Regions from separate parts of the Oryzias latipes genome. Here region 2 is linked to region 1. A link is a contact called in public Hi-C data. All regions are on one chromosome and are shown on one strand. Each heading gives the region's core, a stretch centred on a gene start, on an enhancer-like site or on the middle of the called end of the contact. The rest is flanking DNA. Distances are from core to core; before and after follow the strand shown.

Evidence for each region. Hi-C and Micro-C count contacts between places; a contact is called where the count stands out from the background.
Region 2: a Hi-C map of embryo shows a contact between it and region 1, with 4 times the contacts expected there. The contact joins the promoter of glipr2 here to the promoter of mindy3 in region 1. A contact is called at or near these places in 5 of 5 Hi-C or Micro-C datasets (embryo, fibroblasts and gastrula embryo).

Annotation. Positions count from the first base shown.
Region 1 is chr16:16,910,202-16,916,008 of ASM223467v1, forward strand. It overlaps mindy3 (ubiquitin carboxyl-terminal hydrolase MINDY-3), which reads right to left and starts at 3,807. Exons shown (of 16, transcript XM_004077853.4): 1 at 3,675-3,807; 2 at 2,996-3,227; 3 at 2,624-2,703; 4 at 2,454-2,514; 5 at 2,137-2,343; 6 at 1,911-1,962; 7 at 1,154-1,268; 8 at 925-998; 9 at 689-768; 10 at 388-458; 11 at 1-4. The coding sequence starts at 3,089. LOC101165000 (probable assembly chaperone of rpl4) reads left to right here and starts at 4,105. Exons shown (of 11, transcript XM_023964244.1): 1 at 4,105-4,290; 2 at 4,437-4,549; 3 at 4,635-4,781; 4 at 4,918-5,064; 5 at 5,521-5,633; 6 at 5,726-5,807. The coding sequence starts at 4,221.
Region 2 is chr16:17,136,168-17,142,589 of ASM223467v1, forward strand. glipr2 (Golgi-associated plant pathogenesis-related protein 1) reads left to right here and starts at 2,425. Exons shown (of 5, transcript XM_004077858.4): 1 at 2,425-2,777; 2 at 3,234-3,342; 3 at 4,440-4,543; 4 at 6,278-6,355. The coding sequence starts at 2,765.

The sequences.
Region 1 (5,807 bases), core at 2,557-5,056:
CAACCTAAAAGAGAAAAGAAATGCAGGCATGCACATGCAAAAAAAATTAAAGAAATATAAGGCAATTGTCTTGAACAAATTCTTTTCTATAGGTTAGATACTTTAAAGCTTACAAACAGCATAAGCATCCTTTAAAATATTTAAATAACACAAAGTTGCTTTACTGATTACAAAAATATCACAAAAAGGAGCGGGAAGTGTTTGAATTATTGAATATTCAAACTTTTTTGGACTGGAAAGTTTGCTACAAAGGACAGGATATAACTTGTTTACATAACTTGTGTTGATCTCTGTTTCAGTCAAGCTTTATTATAAAAACAAAACCCTAATTCCAAAAAGTATGAGTATCAACCATAAAAATTCTACTTTTTGTGGATGTGTTGGTACCTTGCAGTAGCGCAGGGATTCCATTAGTGTGAGGAAGCCAACTGATGCTTGTTTATGAATTCCATGTAGCTCTAAAAGTAATAAAACAGAGATTCAAAAAAGAAACAAAAACACATGTATAATGCCAAAAATAGAAACAATTTTGCTTTGTTAATGCTAGAAATTCTAAGCAGCTGGGAAATATGGCTGATTTTAGTACCGAACTCTATAAATCTAGTATTCCTGTTTCTATTTTGTTATTTAGACTATGTTTTTTTCAGGCAGTAACTTTGCTTTTCATCATTTCAGTTTGCCATCTTACTCATGCCAGAGCATTCCCGATCTCCATCCCAAACGTTTGAGACAGCATGGCCAGTTACGAGCAGGTTCACCAGACTCTGGCTGCAACACACAAAACAGAAGATTAAAAAAATGGCAAACGTGACAAAACAAAATTAAAGGGGTTCTTAATTATAATAGATAACAGTTGAAGATACATTCCTGATCACACACATGAACTAATAAGGGCAGAAAACAGGTGAGAATGTGTTTTAATACCTTCCATGACCATGCACAGGATCTATGAGAGGCTCTGTTGGATCCTGGATCTCATTCCTAATATTTTCTATGCCCTGCACGAACAAAAAACAGAAACCAGAATATTGATGCAAAATCCTCTTGAAGGTCAAAACATTACTATTTAATGTTTTTTTTTAAAAAAAAAAAACACATACAAACAAACAAAAATATTTTGCAATCATTTTTAGAGAAGAATTAACATTTTTACCTTGGTGAGGATGACGGAGTAGAGGAAAAGTAAAACTCCACAGCACCCCCTCCAGGAGTGGTAGAGAGACAACACCTCTTCTCTCAGATCTGATGCTGACAGGATGGTTCGTTTGCTGAAAGATAAAAATCAACTGTAGGTTCAAAAGAACAATAAATACAGAAATTAATTCATCAAGAAAGTCAGATCCGCTAGGCTTTTTTTTTGCCACCACTGTTTCCCCCATGTGATTTCTCCTCATCTAAAAAATGGGCAATTTCATTGCGTATGTATTTGTTGCAACAACAATTAAGACAAATCAGTCAGTCCTTTAGGATGTGAGACCAAGATAAAAATTAAATGTAGACTAATTAAATGTAACAGAAAAGAAAACATATTCTACAGGTTTGCAGAGGAATCTTAAATCTTGATGTTAGAGCTGTCCATCAAAGTCACCAAGCCCCTCTGTGTTTTAAGTCAAAACAGATTTTTTACAAATCTCAGACTGCATTTATTTCACTTGGGTGAACCATCTAAAAACATGGTGTACTGTATAAGACGTATCTTTTTTTCATACTGGGTAATCAAGGATAGTCCTGAGTCATCAAATTTTTAGCATGGTGAAAAAGTTTAATACATGTAACTGTAAAAGAATGATGTGCGAGGTCTTAACATTATAGAAAACACAATGCATTACTCAATATTAGGATCACATCAGGTGAATTCAGCTGCCAAGATGCAAAGTGCTTCATATGTTAGAACACTTAGTGTCACTTACTGGAGAACACTGTGAAATCGCTCAAAGCTAAGATCCTCAGCAACCGAATAAGCTAGGCAAAAGAGAACACACAATCTCTTAACAAGCAAAACAAAATCTTGAAAAGGTTAGTCATAACAAAATACCCCCCCCCCCATTTTTGACATAAAACAACGCCTCAGTAAATGAGTGGGCACTAAATTAATGCATGCATCTCATGCTAGAAAGTGATAGACACAGCACTTACTGGGTTGCTGCTCCTGCAGAGGCTTGCTGCTTTCGGGCTTGTCCTGTGTTTGTACCTGTGACTCTGGCTCTGTTGCAGTAAGTTTGCCAGTGTCTGGGGAATGTCCCTTAGCCCAGGTCACAATGCAGAACCCAGTTGAAAGGCTGGCACAGGCTGACTCAAGAATTTCACTCAACGTAGAACACAGGGCTGTTTTCTGTTCTTCCTCTAAACAGATAGAGACAATGTTGATTAATTGAAATGAAAACGTAACAAAACTACATAAGTAACACCAAAATTTGTAGCTTGAATGTTTTTTTCCCCCACTAATAATCTACCTGGTAGTTGTCTCCAGTTGGAGCTTTCTCTGTTAAAAAGTATATTCTTCAAAAGAAAAGCCTGTATAAAAAAAAAAAAAAAAACCCTCTCAGACTGTGTAAGGACAGACTCAATGGCAAGTTCCAAAAAAACTTTTATATCTTGATTTGATAAAGCAACAAGACAGTACCTGGACAGGTGCAATTACAGCACATGGTCCTCCTTCAAACTGCTCCAGCGCTGTGGGTTCATACTCGCTAAAAACAAACCCTGTTTAACGGGAGAGAAAATAAGGTACAAAAGAAAACTTACTTTGATATTTTCTGAGTTTGTAAGAAGCACTCACACCTCCACTTCAAGAAGGGCCCACATTAAATTTGAGTTTCAGAGGGATTTCAACAAAACATCCAAACATAAGCAGGAAACGGTAATGATTTTCAGTAATATTGAGAAATTCCTCCATCAGCTAGAAACCAGGAGGGAAAATGTCAAAGCATTGATGATTCCATTTATCAAATAAACATTATTGTTCATTTTAGGACATTCAAATACATGATCATACCTTGGGTCCATCTTCGAAAGATTGAGGCTGACACACCTCCATCAGAAGTCCTCCCCCAGACCAAGTCCACCACCTCTTTATTCAGCTCTGACATGTTTTATTTCGGTTCTTCTTATAATCCACTTTTTTTAAAGGCTGTGCCTGTGACATCTGCCACAAGCCACTCCTGAGACTAAACTGGCACCAAACGCACGAGTAGGGATGACATCAACTTTGCCAAATCAACCTATAGCTAAAAAGGTGAAAAACACAAATTACTATTGGTTTATCACCCGGAAGCAGTTTAAAGATTAAGTCAGACCTCAAATGTCAAAGTGCAGTGGAACTGTTGACGGCTGATAACGTAATAATATTTTTCTGCAATGAATGTTTGAAACTAGCTTCATCAACTGCTAACAGCTAAGAAGAGCTGCATGCAACCACCAAACGGTAAACCATACATTTGAAGACACAAAATAATTGATTATAAAAATTAAGAGCACCCTGGTTTGCTATAATTTAAAATAATTCGCGACTTAACAATAATAATTAAAAATGTAAAGCTGTTTTGGCAATAACCCAGCCTAGCATTAGCAGCAACGCTACCAGCAGCTAACCGTTGCTTTGTGTCATTCACTTCCCATTAATCAGTAGCGACTACAAATAAACAGTTAAGTCCAGATGTAGAATTTTCGGTCACCTCGGTAAAAAGTCGAGCTGTCAGAATTTCTCTGTGAATATATTTTTGTTGAAATTACCACCGAATGCCACTTTTCCGTCATTCGTATATTTACTGACAGCAAACTGTGGGGGGGAAACGTACGTACGTAAATCTGTACGTAACTCCCGATTGGTTGACATCATGAGGGCCAAGTTGTTAGCTCATTGGTCAAATGATATGTCAATAAAGTCGAACACCTGCCCACATTTACGTAACAGAGAGAAAGATAATTCTGAAAATTAGTGATAATTTAATTTTTTTCAAAGAATGAATAAATAAGGAAAGACTCAAGATAGAGTAGTACTACTGAAAAAGACTCATAATAAAATGGTGACTTAAGCAAAGTCGTGACGGCACTAAAATGTCCACTACCAGCCTCCGTAGTGGTTAATTTGTCAACATTGCCGCATGCGCACTTCAAGCATTTGCCTAGTGTGTTAACACGCTTTTGCTCTGTTCTCACGTTGGGGGAAAATTCGGATTTACAATCACATTGCAAATCTATAAAACCGATTATCCTTAGACATGGGAGGTCAGGCAAAGAGCAGTAAGAAGAACAACAAACCGAAGAGGAAAAACCATCGAACTAAAAAGGGTAATATGTACAGGACAAAGTAGTCATTTCGTTACAAGTGGACTGGATGGTACCTAACATAAGAAAATAACCTAATATATTACCTGCTTTGACTATTATGGGATTCTAGTTAGACAAAACTAACACTAAGCCTGTCACTACAGCAGATGCTGGAGGATTTGTTGATTTGTCACCTCAAGAAAGGATGAAGCTAAGAATGCACGAGAAAGCTAAGAAGAAGACATCCCAGAAATATTCAGTGGAGCAACTACTTGAGAAGGTCATGTTGTGAGCATGTTCGGGTTTGTTTATTTAAATATTACTTTACTACGGGGAATAATTTGGTCTTAACTGCATTTGTACAGACTGAAGAATACATGGACAGCTTTGACTTTGAGATGGCTGGCCTCTTCTGTCAGCGAGCCTTGGATGTGGACCCCAACAACCTGCAAGCACTTGACATGCAGGGACACATCTGCTCTGAGTTGGGAGACACACAGAAAGCCAAAGGAATATCCTATCATTTTTTATGTTGTTTTTCTTATAAATAATATTGCATTTATGTATTAATCCTAAGTCACAGAGACACAGCTCTTATATTTCTCTTTATTTTCGATATAATTCTTCTCCTTGACTAGTTTCCTCTAAGTTTTCCTTCGTGCAGTGGAGCTGAGTCCAGATGAAGGCCACAGTAAATACATGTACCTTGGACAAATCCACACCGGATTGGAGGCTGTAGGTTACTACACTAAAGGGATACAAGTACTACTGTCAACATTGGAGAAACAAGAAACAGTAAGTGAAAAGATGTTGAAAAAAAAAACAACTCAGTGAATCATGAAACAAAAAGTAAAACATTATTTTAAAATTGTGTGGTATTTTAGGCATTATTACGACCACAAGAGGGTGCTGTTTGACAATACATATTTTCTGTTCATTGTTTAAGCTCGAAAGGCCTGCCTTTTTCACTCAAAGTTCTACTGACAACAGGGTCTGTATGTTAGTCAATACACTATGAAGTGATACTAAATATGTTTGTATTACAAAAATAAAAATAAACAATTTATTCAACACCTTATCCATCCACCGTCCATCATCATTTTTGTTTATTATATTGATATTAATATTAGTTATTTAATCATATAAATGATTCTACAGTAGGTTATAAAAGAAACAGTTGATTTTTCAGTATTGAGTTGGGAGTTTATTTGTTAAACTGCTCATAACTTCTGTCCTTTCCTTTTCTCACAGGCTCAAGCTGGAGCTGCTGCAGCTGCAACAGTTGAAGATAAGGAACCGCCATCTGAAAAGGATGTCAGTGTGGCGTACTGCTCTATTGCGGAGATTTATTTAACAGATCTCTGGTACGAGCATATCCAGAAATGCTCTTGTAAAACTGACAGCCTTCCCACAGATGTAGCCGTGGATTATTTTTTTTTCTGTATCTGTTTTACAGCATGGAAGAGGGTGCTGCAGACAAGTGCCGGGAGTCTATTGAGATGGCATTAAAGTATCAGCACGACAATCCCGAGGCTCTA
Region 2 (6,422 bases), core at 1,175-3,674, 220 kb after region 1:
GAGTGCCCAGCCATCCCCACACCAAGACCCCGCCACAGCAGAGGCGGCAGCCAGAACCCCCCAAAAGTGAAGGAAACCTAACCAACCGAAAACATCTTTTTTAAAATAATTGGATAACATAAGCAGTCAATTTGTTTCAGCTTACATTTACAAATGTGGGTTTGATTCAAAATTGATTAATTAATTTGGACAGGAAATTCTGAAGGATCCCCTTAACAAAAAGTAATACACTTAAAGTGTATTTTATTAAGTACACTTGAGGTATAGCAAGTATACTGTTGACTATAGTGTAGGACGTATACTATCTGAATACACTAAACTGGAACATTATAAACTGGAGCATCACTTATATACTGAGGATGCTTGTACACTTAAAGACCCACTCTAATGAAAATTGTGTTTTTGACATTTTTAACATGTAGCATTTTTCTTATGATGAATGAAAACTATATATAAAATAATGTAAGACTATGGATCAGGAGCAGTTAGAAGCGCCCAGTTTCAGAAAGGTCATTTTTGTGATGCAGCAAGTAAAATGGGTGGGCCAAAGACTCCCTGCTCTGTTCCAATGCAGATACATCCACTTGCAAACAAATAGATCCATTAACGTCTTCGTTTTCCTCGTCTGAGCCGGCATCTGGCTCAAAACTGTACAGCTTGATGGCTCCAATATTGCTTGCATTTTTTGTTGTTGCTAATGTTAGCTTGGGGTTGTGAGGGGCTCTAAGCTATTGGGAGAAAGTGTAAACAAAGGGATGGTGGGACCTTAGTGGAGGGTTACTAAGTGCAAACAGTCCAGCCCACAACTCAGAGGCCACTTTATAAAGAACTATTGCTGCCTTAAAAATCTACACTGTTCTTATTTATTTATTTATGTTTGTTGTTGGGCTTATTTTTTATTTGTTTTATTTTTTTTTGTCTTAAAACTGCATAATCGTGATTAAAAGACCACTAGGAATGCTTTAAAAATAGATAAAAAATGCAGTTGGACTGAGTCTGCGACTGTAAATAGACTAGTTTTTCCCAAGGGTTCTCTAAATAAAAATTAGTTCAGAACTGACAACTAAATAAAAAAAATAAACCCTGGTAGCCTAAGTATAGAAATAATGACACACCCAGAAATATTGTTTACCGTAATTGGGTTATCAGGCTCTTAAAAACACTTAAAACGACCAAATACACGAGACCCCCATGATGTTAAACCACTTGGTACAGTCCACTTCCTTAAAGTTGCTCCACCTTTATTCACCTCTTCTGGCCTAATCAGGTAGGTAGGTACCTTTAGACTTAACATAAACAGAGCAAAATAGTGCAACATGTCAATCCAATGCAATGTATTTGACTGTGTCACTATGGATAAAGTGTAGTGTTAAAATTGAATGTAATAATTTAGACTTGTAACTGATTTTAAATAAATGCACTGTCAAGAAAGAGGAACTTTTAAACAGATACTTGAACTGGCATGTTGGATAAGGGGAAACTGAATACATCCAAAACATTTTATGTTTAAAAAAAAAAAAAATCAAGAAAAGTTTTATTTTCTTGGAATAAAAGAAAAACTGAGCTGATTTTAAAATCTGAGCTGTTGGGGCCTTAATTTTTGCCCTAAACCTTTATTTGCTTTATTTATTGTTGTTTTACTCTAAATCATTGTGACTCCATGGCTAAGAGCTTTTCCTGATCTTGATTTATTTAAATATACCAAAGTGTGCTCACACTTGCTACTTAGCCAAAGATTCATCAATCACATCAACAAATAAAGCAGTTTGATCGAAACCTTTAGTTCTGAAATCCAGAAAGGCAGAAAAGTCCAATCTAATTTAGAGGTTGTAGGTCTAGCCATTGATTCTTTAAACAGGCACAATGAAAAAAAGTAGAAAACATTTTTACTTCTAAGCTATGAGATTTGAAGTGATATATGAGGCAATTTGCACTGAGATGTAGCTGGAAAACCGTTTCTGCCTTCGTTAAGTGTCATTTAATTCTTGCCAAATGATAAATGTAACACCCTGAAGTTCAATTTATTTGCAGGGGTTACTTCAATTAAATAAAACAATTGTAAAAAACTTTCTCTGCAGCATGAGGAATCGCCTGTCTTCACACTTCCTACACGTCAGCCGCAATAGTAGAATTGCTCAATCACTTCACCAATGATAGAAGCTAAGAAATGTCTATTTGAGTGTGAAGTTTAAGATTTATCTTAATGTTAAAGCAGATTTGATCTTACTGAGGCAGAAATATCCCAGCAGTGTTTGTAAAGACTACTTTGTTCACATGGCTGCATCATTATGAGGCCCGGGACTTACCATGTGGTCTCCACTACAGCTGCCTTCTCTATGGCAACCAAGTTAAATTCCCAGAGCCATGTATGGGCATGTGTCCCACAGAGATGATGTCAGCATTGAGTGAAGGGCTCCCCTTTCATATTCTGGAGCAGAAAGGCTGTGGGTGTGTGTCCCTTTGGGCAGAGAACAGTCAGAGCAGATTTTTTTTTATTTTTTCAGGGAGGTGAAACAGAACATAAGGAAGTAGCCGGTTGCTCAATGATTATTGCTAAACAATGAGCCAAAGGGAAACTTTGTGAGATTTCTGTTCAAAGATGAGTCCTGAAGGGTTTGGGTACTTATTCAAAGACTCTTTCAGAGTGTCTGTGTTAGCGGCAGAAGAGAAGAAGTGGAACTAAAAAACGGTAAGACTGAGAAGAAGCAAGACCAGGGAGGAGCTGTTTTCTAACCTAAACCTTATTGAGGACTGACTGAACAAAATGGGAAAATCTGGTAAGAAAAGTATTATTTTTATTACCAATTTTTGGAAAGTGACCACTTTTAAATCATGAAAATATCATTAGTTATTTTCTAGCACTTATGATCTATATTTAAACTAAGTAACATTTAGGTCTTGTTTTATTTTAAATGATTGCTATTTTTGTGGCACTTCTTGTGAACTGGCACTTCTCTTGACTCCTCATGAATGTGCCTATTGTAGTGAGTACTCCAGGGACTGTAGAACTTCTGAAAAGACCATTGAGTGATAGGCACCAAGCATCTGAGACTGCTTGGTCTGCCCCATCATGATCCGTCACCGAGTTGTGACTCACAGTCTGAGATCAGTTAGTCTGGAGGTTTCAGCTCTGCAGTCGTGTGACAGGCCTTCGTGTTGCATCATCACCATCATACCTTTTTCTGTCAGCTGGCCTCTGAGTCTTCCTGTCTCTCATGTTCTCTGTCTCTCAGCCTCAAAGCAATTTTCGGAGGAGCTGCTGCGATGCCATAATGAGTACAGGAAGAAGCACCAGGCTCCTGAACTGAAGCTGAGCAGCAAGCTGAGCACGGAAGCTGCCCGGTGGGTTTTTTTTCTTCTTTTTTTTGCACTCAGATCAAATTAGGAGCTTAATTAGCAAGGACCATGTGCAGTTCATCAGTCATTGTCAGATAGCTGAGGATGACAGGTCCAGGTCCAGCTGTCATGTGCTGTAACCACTAACTGTGACTAGGATTTGAGTGATGGAGGATTATTGATGACTGAATGCAGCTACATGGATATTTTACCTCACTCAGATCTGGTGTAACTTCATCTCTATCTGATTTATTTAAACCTTTCTGGCCAAAAAAAACACAGAGAAATTATAGAATGGGGAATTATTAGTATTATTCTCCAGTTTCATGCAAATCATATTTCCCAAGGCACTCCAAGAGTCACTTTCAGGAGAGCCCTGCAGAGAAACTATAGGACCAATCTGCTTCTTCATTTTCTAATGAGCTCTACAGGGAGAGGTACAAGGTTTCCTCTCTCTGTGTAATCAATACAATCATTAATTTGTCTTTCTGTCAGCTAAACATAATTGAGCCACTACTGCACAAACGCAAAACAGCAGGGAGGAACCAGGATAACTGCAGGCTTTGCCAAATGGCTATGCAGGAAACCAAAGGAAACAAAAACGTTGAGTGTTCTTTAAGGAATGAAAAAAAAGTAGCTTACAGCAGTATAATGTTTTAGGTTTAATTTTATGTATGTATATATTTGTACTTTATTGTGCAGTTTCTGGTAAAAATCCCTTCTATGCAAAATTCATCAAGGAAGTAGTTTTTCAACATTAAAGCAGCTGAAAATAAAGCACAATCTATGAAAAAAAAACATCTGCTTTGAAATGAGCAAACAGATTAAAGCAGACAGCCTCTTGTGTTGGACAGATTTTTACTAATAAGAAGACGTATTTAGCTTTCAACACACGAAGAGGAGTAAATTTGTATGAACCCCCTTTGCATTTAAAGCAAAACTTTGTTTTTGATATATTTGTGTACAATTTTTTTTGGGACTTGACGGAGAATAAAAGAGAGGGGGAGAATGTAAAATTTAAGAGATGGTTACATTTCTGTTGATTGCAGTTACACTGAAGAGCCACTGTGAAATCACAGACTTTTTTGGTCTTGTCTTTTCAGCTATGCAGAAAGTTTGGCCAGTATACGGATCCTAAAACACAGTGAGGCCTCGGCTAGAGGAAGCTGTGGAGAAAACCTTGCATGGGCCTCCTATGACCAAACGGGTAAGTAACCTTTTAATCACCTGTCTCAAGAAGTGACATCAAATAAATGTATCTATCATAAAAAGCTTTTATTTGACCTTTGAACAAAACTTGACACACTATTAATCTGAACTCCGGGATGCAGAAAACTCAAATGAAATTCTATTAAACACACTTCTGTAGCGATTGTATATGTCAGGAATAAAATGAAACACGTTTTTTTCTAGGTTTGCTTCAGTATATCTGAATTCTGACTGTTAATCTCAGAATTGTGACTGTTTTTCTCAGGATTCTCATTTTAATCTCACAATTCTGACTGTTTTTCATGAACTTTTGACTTTACTCTTCAGAAATAGGATTTTTTTCTTCTCAGAATTTCTACTTTTATGTCAGATTTTTTTACTGTTATTCTCAATTTTTTTTACAGTTTTTCCTCATAATACTGACACTTATCTGAGAATTCAAATGTTCTTTCAAAAATGTGAATTTATCTCACAATCTGGATTTGTATCCCCAGAATTTTGACTTTTTTTTTTTTTCCTTTAAAATTTTGACTTTTGTCTCTTAATTCCTACTTTCATCTCAGTATTCTGACTAGTTTTAGGGATTTTGACTTTAATCCCAGAATTTTGGCTTTATTATATTAGGGACTAATTCTTTTCTTCCATTAAATTAAAGTTGGAATTCTTGAAAGAAAAAGAAATTCTGTTCCTCAATGCCCTCCTTGTTTCAAAATTGCTCTGATCTTTTTCCTTGGACTCTTTAAGAGTTTATACTCACTTAGGTTTTTATTTTTTTTACTGTGTTTGTCACATGGTTTTTCTTTTCTTTTCTTTTCTTTTTTGCCTTGCAGGTACTTGTTTTTGCACAGCCCTTTCAATTCCTGTTGCAACAGGAATTAAATTAAATTAGTCTGAGATCCAGAGCTCAGCTTGAATCCTGTAGTACTTTCTATGTACAGAGGATGATTGTGTGATTGGATGACATACTTCAAGCAGAGCTTTAGTTGTCTGGTCCTGTCCTGACATGAAACCCTGTTGGAATTTAGTATGTGCAGAAGTTAATGGTTAACACATTTGCTTAAGGCGCCCAATTATTGTCCACATTCTTATCCATCAACATTACACCATTATAGTTGTTGGAGTAGTGTCTTTATCCCAACATGTGTTGCTCTGTCTATGAGCGTTGCATGATCTGATTTTGGGTTAAACTGTAGCATCCACTCCAAGAAAATTGGCTGATCTTACACTTCATTCATAAACCTTTTATACCTTGTTTGGAAGTAGTCTGAAGGTTTTTTTTTTTCTTCTTCCTCTCTTTCATTCGTAATGTTTTACTTTTTGTGTTTGTGTCTGAGGACTAAAAAAACTCAGCAGATTTTGATGAGTGAAGGTTACCGTCTCTTTGCTTACAGGAAAAAATCCTGTGTTTGCGACATAAAGACTTCAGATTTTAAATCAGAGTTGTACAACAAAATGCACAAAGGCCAGCAGCTGCAGCTGAACAGCTGGGATCATTTTCGCCTCCATTTCAGCTCCAATGACTCACTGCACAAATATCTCAGTACAGGCCAGTGTGATTCAAAAAGGCTGAGATTTAGTGGGTGACAGAAATGCAAACAGCACTTGTCCTAGAGAGGGATTTGTGACTCACATGTGCTGTCTCCATATACTACTGTCTTTTAAATGCATGACGTGAATGTTTGTACCTTTTTTTAAAGTATACGTGAATTCTTTTTTTTTTACTCTCATACAGGTAAAGACGTGACAGATCGCTGGTATGAAGAAGTGAAGCAGTACAACTTCAGCCGTCCAGGATTTACCACTGGCACTGGTGAGATTCCCACATCTTCCTATTTTTTCCCGGTTGGTTAGACGCTTGCATCTCTGTCTTCTTGTTG